Linked DNA regions of Gasterosteus aculeatus: all the other regions are linked to region 3. Evidence: chromatin contacts called from public Hi-C data. All regions are on one chromosome and are shown on one strand. The core of a region is the stretch at or near the end of the contact, and the rest is flanking DNA. Distances in the headings are between cores, read along the strand shown.

Region 1 (3,052 bases), core at 16-2,515, 190 kb before region 3:
TTAATTAACTTAATTAAAAGGTCCTGTGTCAATTATTAAAAGACAAGTTTATAAACGTCACTTATAAATAGCAATTAACGTTGAACAATAACCCGAGGGAGGAATTGTTAAGATAAAAAGTTTGCGGTCAGGTTGAGGACATTAACGTGAGTTAATGTAACGTTATCACCAAAAAGGTTTAATCCCAGGTGATTCACAGGTTGCCTGATGAGCACCGTGACGCGTGGCTAAAGCTAAGCTAGCCCGTTTGAGCTCAGCTAGCTAGCCGCTAACGTTAGAGCCATTGACATTAGTCAATAAAACTGTTTCTGCTGAGCGACACTTCAAGACAAAACGAACAACCGCGCAAACACCCACCCGGTAATGCGCCATGGTTGCCGTGGTTTATAAAGTTGACTTTCTTCTCGTAGTTGTAGTTTCGCGGTCCCGCCGGACACCGCAAAGCTGGTTTGGAAGCGCAGGTAAACTCTTTAAGTTTCGTTTATGCAGCGAGTGTGGTGTGCTGAGTGCTGCGTTCAGGTGTCCCTCGTTAAACGGAGTTATATCAAACGGAGTGATTGGCTTGACTCAACCTACTTTGGCAACAGTTTTTATTTATTTAGTCCTGGCTGTACTCCTTGAGATAATAAACCCAGTTCTAACTCGCGTGTGTGTCTAACTGATTACATGCAACTACGATGAATAAAAACGTGTGTTTTTGACAGAATTGTTTTTGTTTATGTTAGTGCTTTTTAGTTTCCAAATGAGACATGGGGAAGAATTCACTCTCTATACCACGTTTGGATTTTTTTGTGTTACAAATGGTCTTCAACCAGATTTGGTGGAGCATCCCTGTCTTTCAAAAAATGAATCCTTCAACGTTGAACCATTTATTGACAGCATGAGTTCCGACATTGTAGAAATACATTGGAAGTCTTCACTAGTTGATTTCTGCCGCCATCAGCTGGTCATACTGCAGAACACCGGCAATGCCCACTTTTCTAGACGGCTCATATTTAGCAACCTACGTCAAATGTTTTCTTAATTTATCACAAATAAAAATGAATAAATTAAAAGTTAATAAAACAAACTGAAAAGACTCCAAACACCTTTGTTAACTGAGTTCGTTTTTGTATTATTCGGGTGATAGGTCACAAAACAGGTCCGAGTACTAGTCAGGTGACAGCGAGAAACCTCAGTAGAGTGACAGGAGCTTCCGACCAATCATCTGTCTTAGACGAATTCCGGCATCAAATCAGAATCGAGGGGCGGGGACAAACCCCACTTTTTTTTTTTCAAGGGAGAGGAAATCCGAAGGAAATGTGTGGGATCACGCTCGGTGTTTCTGAGCAGCCTGGGCTTTGTTGACAAGCCAAATTCATCGTGTGACGATAGCTTGTGGCACACCGACTCATACAAACACGGGTGAGGGGCAGGTAGGGGGTGAGGGGAGGGGGGACGAGGGGGTGGGGACGCGACCGTCGTTGGGTCAAAATGTCGATTCAGTACGAGGTGGAACAGCTGGCCGACAGCTACGGGGTCGCGGACTCTTTCCCCAAAGACTTCGGCTATGGCGAAGAGGAGGCCGACATCGAGGACAGCCCGGCGCCGTCCGACAGCAAACCGAGGATCCTGCTCATGGGGCTGAGAAGAAGTGGCAAATCATCCATACAGAAGGTAGGTAGGGGAGGGGGGTGGGGGAGACGTTGGACCGTTAGCCCTTTTGGGTGGCCTCACCCCGGTAAACGGGTCGTTAGCCAAACAAGCTAACGACGTGACGTGCGCTTAGCATGTCGCAAGTGACGCCGGCTGCCGAGGAGCGACCCCGCCGCGAAGGAGCAGTTAGCCTCCCGGTGTTCGCTGACGTGGGTGACGCTGTGGCGGTAAGCCGTCCGCCAGGTGGACCGGTGACGCCGGGCGCATCTTTTACTGGCACGCTGACGTTGAGCACGTGACTGTTTGGCGGACAACGTGTCCCGCACGCCGGATGGTCAGTCAGTCCCCAACGAGCCGTGAGGCTCACGTGACTGCGACCTCCCTCCTCCCCTCTCTCCTAAATCAGTCCCACCAGGTGCACGACCTGCTGAAGATGGGTGAGTTTTGGGGCCCCTGCGCGTGCGATGTGCACCCAGGGGCCCTCCGAGTCCAGAGCACCCAGAACTCTCTTCATGGAAAGTGTTACTGACGCAGCTCTGCCTGTGATCGAGGCCCGAGATATTCGTTAAATTAAAAGTAAAGCACGGAAGCTTTTAAAGTAAGATTTTGACACACGTGCTTCTGTCACTATTTAAGTGTTGTAACAAATGGCCACGCAGCCGGATGCTTCTGGGCCGCCTTCGCCCTGCTGGCTGTCACTCCTCCTCCATTTGAAGGCCTTTTCTTTGTTTAACGCGACAAGATCCAGCGGCTCACTCGTCTTCTTCAAGTCACATCCAGATGTGGTTGAATAATCGCTGAGATGCACATTTTATTATTCATGTTCATATTCGAGGGAGGGGGGAAGAATCGGTCGCGTGACTCGCCGGGAGCCTGTCCCGCAGATATGAGCCCAAAGGAACACGTGCAAAGAACTGCTATGTCACAATCCACGCTGTCAAGACTCAGATTAATGTTCCCCTGTAAGCCTCCGCGGCCCAACATCATGTGATTCGGCTTTTCCTGCTGGTTCATTGGCCTTTGACCTCAGTGGGCCACACGCTGATCCAAAGAGCGCACCTTCAGGGCTGGATTTGAATTGTCCTAACTGAGTGAAATTACCCGGAAGTAGTGCAAGTTTGCCGTGATAACCGCTGTTTGACTTCTCTACTGCTAAGGAACGAAGCTTCAGCACGTCCCTACTTGGCTCCTTTAGCATAGGAACCCCACTAGAACATCCCTTTCTTTGTAGTCCATCTTCAGGGAAATTGTAGGTAGGTAATTCTCTGACCGTTTGCATCCGGCTCAGGACCACTCTGCTCCACACAGCTGCAGTCTTCGGGTCGGCTGTTTGACAGCAGTCGGAGTGCTGCGTCAGAGTGAGTGTGCGGCGTTGAGCCCTCATGCTCCATGTGACGGCCGGCTGATGTCTTGTGGT
Region 2 (3,092 bases), core at 369-2,868, 150 kb before region 3:
TTCACTTATCATGTCCTCCATCTTCACGCGCTGCTGTGAAACGCACAAACGGAACCCCCCCCCCCCATCTTAATTGTGAAGCGCCATGAAACCCGTTTATGTATTTGTGATCCCCACCCATCCCCCTTTAACCAGTAGCATGTTTTCTGTTATTGTGTGAACATAAAGCAGCATCTGAATCTCCCTCTTTTAGAGCGTGTAGTAAATGGAATATCCTCCTCCAGTGGCTTATTGAGCAGAATAATTACATTGCACATATTGAATTCCACTAATGCTCCAAAGGTAGGTCTTATTTAATACCACGACTCCCCGAGGGTTCGGAGCACGATTCCAAGCACACATCTCCTCACTGCGCCTCTAATGCGCCCGATGGATGTGTACATAAAAAAAGATGTCCAGACTCTGTGAAAAAGTAAACTTGGCTGGTTGGATTTGAGACATTTTTTTCCTGCGAACATCTCCACCGCGTTTCCAACCGCGCTGATTATTTCGCCATTCAGCCCCCGCCCATCTATTTAATTCCCCGCGCGGGAACCATTCATGCTTTCCAGGAAAATGACTACCACGTGTGCAAATGCGTGAGACGTGCGTTTGTGTCCACAGATGCTGCAGTCAATGATGCTGCGTGATTTTAAGTCCTAGGGTTGCGGCTTCGGCTACGGATCCTTCAGTGACATTAGAAGAGATTTGGGGGTGGGGATGTCTCATTTTCACCCAGGAACAATCACCATGTTTAGCTCCGGGGGGCTTGTGAATCGTTGCCCGCGCGCGTCGAGGAAATACTCACGGCGGCCTGAAGATGGCAGCCAAAAGCCAGTTAGCCGCCATGTGCCATGTGCGCGCCACAAGGCCGCATGTTACTTCACAGGTCAAATATATCCACAATCATGTTTTACCGGCTCCAGCAGTCGAACTGGCAATGAGACACGTTTAAGCTTTGTTACCTTTTGAGTGAGATGTGTTTTTTTCTTTTTTAGCGTTCTCCAATAAAAGGAAGGCGGAGGAGTCGCAGGATGAGAGCGTTTGGATGATTGGGCAGAAAACTGGCGGGAGGATGTTTGTTTGTTTTTTGTCGCGCGTGTGGACGTAAACACTGTGAGAATGACGTGAAACAAGAAAATGACTCGAGGTCTGCGCGCATTAAAAGAAATGGCAACACAATTATGCAAATTTTAAACAAACTATGAATTTGTTTTTTCAATTAAAAAGAAAAGAAAGCACTTTTTTTTTTCTTCTCCCAGTTGGATTTCAGCCACGGTTTCAGTCCCACAAGTTCAGACTTTTCCAAACAGCACATCAGAAAACCGTTTTTTGGGGCCTTTTTCTTAGTTTTCCTTTCACGATGAACCGGCCGCACATCCCTCCATTCTCAGCCGAGACAATGGAGAGGTGGAGAGGAGACAATGGGGGGTTTGGGTGGAGCAGGGAGGCGCTGGGGCTGTGGGAGTTAGGGGAGGAAAACGCTGTGTGTAGGACACACACACACACACGGGCCAACTCACAGCCAGATGGAGGGAAAGTTCACGTAGGTCAGCGATCAGTCTTTATCTCTGTGTGTGTGTGTGTGTGTGTGTGTGTGTGTGTGTGTGTGTGTGTGTGTGTGTGTGAGGATTGTATGGATTGCTCTCACTCGCACACGGACACACATGAAGTGCACACCGTGGGCAGCCTGGGTCATGGCTGTCCCTTCACAGTCCACTGCATGATTATCGACGGCTTGAACCGATACCCCAACAACGAGCTACGGTCACGTGTGTTGTGCTCATGTGCACACCCATTTGTGTGTGTGTGTGCGTGTGTGTGTTTGCACCCAGGGCCTATGTGGACACACACGGTGCTGGTATTTTGCACACGTGCACACGGAGGCACAATAGGAGCCGGGTGGGGCGAGGGGCAAGGATTGGGGGGCCCCCTACGGGAGAGGCCTCCTCCTGGTCCAAATCAATATATGAGAAGTCATGCAAGTATAACAGAATCATTACTCTCACAGGGCTTAGAGGAGCACAATGCACAACCACAGGGTGTGTGTGTGTGTGTGTGTGTGTGAGAGAGACAATGCGTTGTGTTTGCTTTGGCACCTGTTGTCTCCGTCGGCCCGGCGCCGGTCCTCCGGCGTCCTCGGTAGCGTCGGTAGCAACGAGCTCCCTCCGTCTCCGCCCGTGTCGAACAACACTTTGTGTCTTTTCGCACTAATCACGATTGCTGCCACGGTCTCTCTTCCCCCCCCCCCCCCCCCCCCGGCCCACCTCTTCCCTACGCCCTCGACACATCAATGACAAGCTCCTTTCATCCGCCGCCGCATCCACCGTGTATTTACAAGGCCCCCGAAATGAACACAGCAATTATTATCAGTCATGTTAATTCTGCAGATAATGATCAAAAGCCGAGTCCCGACTCCTTTTTCCTCTCGCTCGTTCCCGTCTCCCCTCTCCGCCCGCTCTGGGGAGCCAACAGCGGTGACAAACCTCCCCTTTTATTATTTCATGGCCTGTTTAAAGATTTAGCGAGGCCCACAAACCACTGCTTTTAATGACCAATTAACAGTCTGCGGAGCGCCGCGGCCTCGTTCAGGATTTGCTGGAGTAAACAGTGGTGCGGCACTGGTTTGTGGCGGCGGCGGCGGTGGTGCTGGTGGCGGTGGTAGAGGGGGCGCACGTCTCGTTACCGGCTCACCGTTCAAATTGGCACAAAACACACACACACACAAACAGCCATGCATGTACACAAAACACACACACACACACACAACCCTGTGCTCCACTGCTTATTAAAACCTGGAGGAGCAGCATTGCTTACCAGAACCTTGAGACAGAGTCAGTCAGCAAGACTCAGAGTCCCGATCCCACTGGGTGTGTGTTTTTCTCCATTTCTTTTTTTTCTTCCAAATCAAAAAAAAATGATAAAGTCAGCCGGACTGAATCTGGGAGGAGAGCCGGCGGAATGGTGCTGAAGAGGAGAGTAAATGAGTAGAGGCCGGATCATTAGCATGGCTCAATAATGTAGCTGGGGGGCAGGACGGCGCCACTCAAGGCCACGGGCTTTCTGAGCGGCTAATTTGGCCCCGTCTTGTTTACGGGTGGAGCGGGCCGGGG
Region 3 (2,926 bases), core at 375-2,874:
AATTGGATTGGCAGTAATTCCCAACGCGGAGATTCACATGGAGTGCACAAGTCACTCATGTTGGGTGGCTGCTTTGAAAACAGGAGCAGGAGACTGGCTGATAAGAGTTGACAGAATAAGTGTGTGTGGTGGGGGGGGGGCTGAAAAGAGTGCTTGAGCAGAAGCAGAGACACATGGAGTGTGTGTGAGGGGGGGTTGGGGGGGGGGGGGAAGGCGGTACCCCATTCCTCTGCAAGCTGCGTTTGTTTGGGGGATTGAAGTTAGGAACTCTCTCCACTACTAATTGCGCACTGGTGCCATTCATGAATATTCATTCTGCCGTGTTCAGACCCCGCCTAATTAGCCGGGAGATAGAGGAGGAAACTCGCACCTTTTACCACCAAGAAAAGCACTCCCCCCCACCCTCTTGCATTCATTCTCAGGGGGATGTTGGCAGAGTAGCCCAAGTTCATTAGCCAAAAAAAAAAAGAAAGCAAAAAAAAAAGTTACCTGAAAAGCACGGGACGATTTGGGCTTCAAACTGGACGGCAAACAGGCCTTTTCCCTGCTGCATATTTAGTGCCTATTACGCATGTCCATCAAAAAAAAAAAAGGAAGAAGAAAAAGAAAACTGGAAACGAAATACAATTATCTGATTGAGTGCGTTGGTGGATATTATTCTACTTGCTGTGGTTGGAGGGTACATCACATGAATTTTAAAATCTAAACATAGCTCGTGGCAGGTCGAGATGTTCCCCGTGGAATAGAGGAAGACTTTTATTTAACATCTGATGTGAGGCCATTTTAAGAGTGGGAGCGGATTATTTCAGGTGCATCTGTGGTAATAAAAGTCGATTATTAGCTTAAACTTTACTTCAGTGTTTGAATATTTAGAACCTTATATGAGGACAAAAATAACCCGTCCAGAAAATATAACTTTTGTCTTCAAAAACATCATTTTAGGTTGTTTTCTTGTCTGCATTATTTTATATATGAAGAAAACTCGTAACTGGTTGTCAGGGGAGATTTTGGGGGTTTTGTTTGCACTATTATTTATTCTTCGGGCCTACAGTGCATCCTGCAGCGGGGCAGAGTTGAGGGGTCGACGGGGTCCCATTGGACAATAAACTGCATGTCAGGGACATTTAACACGTGACTGGCGGAAAAGGAAAGACAAGGCCCTTCATTCTTACTTATAATTCCCCAAATTACAGAAGCGCAAAAACGCTGCATTCAACCGTGGATCGTTTCCAAAATAATAAAGCAAGCGCGGTGTGTTTGGGCACGTTTAGTGTCCTGTGCGTGTTAAACTATTTTCTTCTTTCTCTCTAGTTCCTGCATGTTCGCGTCATGCCGAGAATAAATCAGAGAAACGGGTTCTTCGGGGTGAAGAACAGACACGCGCACTTATTTCTGCTGAAATGATCCCCTTACTTCCTCCACGCTCGCCTCACGCGGTTCAAACTGAGTGCGCCTCGCGACTTTCTTTATTTATATCCACCAGTGTTCGCTCGCCGCTTCCTGGACGGCTCGTCATTCAGCACAGATGTCTGTGTGATCCCTTTCACCGCGCGCGCCATGGAAACCTACTGCGCGCCGGCAAAAATGCACCTCGGCGCGTAGCACAAGGCCATATTCTTCACCCCCCCACCACCAAAAAAAAGGGGGTCAAGGCATCTGGATCTTTCTTTTCCATGGCGAAGCACAGGACGGGCTCTGTGTGGTGGAAACCGCTGCTTTTTATAGGCGAAGGGTGGGTGGGTGGGGGGGGGGGGGGGGGGGGGGGCAGGATGGCCGACGCATCTTCATTAGAGCTGCACGGAGCGCGACCGCGGCGACGCACTCCGGAGTTTAAGACGCGACAATAACGCGCGTCCCGCGTCAGAGAAGCTCGGTGCATCTGACGTGGGGGTTTATTTATTTACGTTTAATGGAATTTCAATCGGTTACTAAAGTTGCAATAAATCATACTGCGATCCATAAATATCGGTGTTGGTTTAATGATTTTTTTAATTTTTTTTTTAGATTTACTCTGTTTTAAAAATTAGGCACGTAATCATCGAGAATCAAAGAAGATAAAATGTAACATAATCCTTTGAAGAGTTTCTTTAAAACGAAATCCGTCGCGATCACACAGACAGTAAAAAGTGCACTGCGAGTAAATCGTGATATTTCCTTAAGATATCGGCGGTTCCTTTTAGGGGCAGTTTATTAAAAATGACCCCCCTAAAAGGACACGCCGATATCTCCTGCGTGGATCGTCTCCCACTCTCCCCAAATAAATATATAAAGAGCGGATGGAGAAGAACCACGATGGAGAAGAACCACGCCTTTCAGGAGATGATGACGAGCACCCGTGACCCCGACAACACCTTCCAAACACACACACACACACACGCACACACACACACACACACTGAAGACAAGAGTACAGAGAGGACGCGGTGACAGCAGAAAGGAGACAACTTACCTTTTGGTATAAAGGTCCCGCGTGGAAAGGCGCTCGTGAGCGCGCGGTCCCCTGGACGCAGAGTCCAGTCGCGCGCGGGAGCGTGACAGCAAACGAACACGCGGCAGATGCATTGCAAACAACAACAAAACAAAAAAGAAAAGACGAAGGCAAAACGTTGCTTTCAGGTAAATGCTTGAAATGGGGGCGCTGCGCGTGAAAAGGCTCCCGAGAAGCTCCTGTTTTAGGAGGAGTGGAACATGTGGCTGATTGCGGAGTTTTAGGCGAATGGAAACGGCAGAGATGTAAGATTTGTTTAAAGCCCCGCATTTCCATTTAAGAACGTGATTGTGTTTGCAAAGATCCCTTTCAATCTTCGCATCTACTCCCCCCCCCCCCCCGACCCCCTCCCTCCCTCCCACAACCCCCTTCTCTCTACCCCTCAGCGTCTCTGAGGCTGCTTTGCAATTCATAGAATTGGTAATTTGCTATTGGGAC

Evidence for each region. A called contact is a pair of places that touch in the nucleus more often than the background predicts.
Region 1: a Hi-C map of skeletal muscle shows a contact between it and region 3, with 4 times the contacts expected there. The contact joins the promoter of rragca here to the promoter of pou3f1 in region 3. A contact is called at or near these places in 4 of 6 Hi-C or Micro-C datasets (liver, skeletal muscle and tail fin).
Region 2: a Hi-C map of skeletal muscle shows a contact between it and region 3, with 3 times the contacts expected there. The contact joins the enhancer-like site here to the promoter of pou3f1 in region 3. A contact is called at or near these places in 2 of 6 Hi-C or Micro-C datasets (skeletal muscle and whole body).

Annotation. Positions count from the first base shown.
Region 1 is chr20:3,106,167-3,109,218 of fGasAcu3.hap1.1, reverse strand. rragca (Ras-related GTP binding Ca) reads left to right here and starts at 1,265. Exons shown (of 7, transcript XM_040164198.2): 1 at 1,265-1,656. The coding sequence starts at 1,474. It overlaps LOC120810014 (c-Myc-binding protein), which reads right to left and starts at 656. Exons shown (of 5, transcript XM_040164210.2): 1 at 358-656. The coding sequence starts at 372.
Region 2 is chr20:3,064,562-3,067,653 of fGasAcu3.hap1.1, reverse strand. No RefSeq gene overlaps it. Among protein-coding and RNA genes, the nearest start is that of rragca, 42 kb to the left of the region's middle. Within about 2 kb of position 1,618, at least 1 of the 9 cell types and tissues checked has open chromatin away from gene starts, as enhancers often do.
Region 3 is chr20:2,918,964-2,921,889 of fGasAcu3.hap1.1, reverse strand. pou3f1 (POU class 3 homeobox 1) reads left to right here and starts at 1,624. Exons shown (of 1, transcript XM_040166067.2): 1 at 1,624-2,926.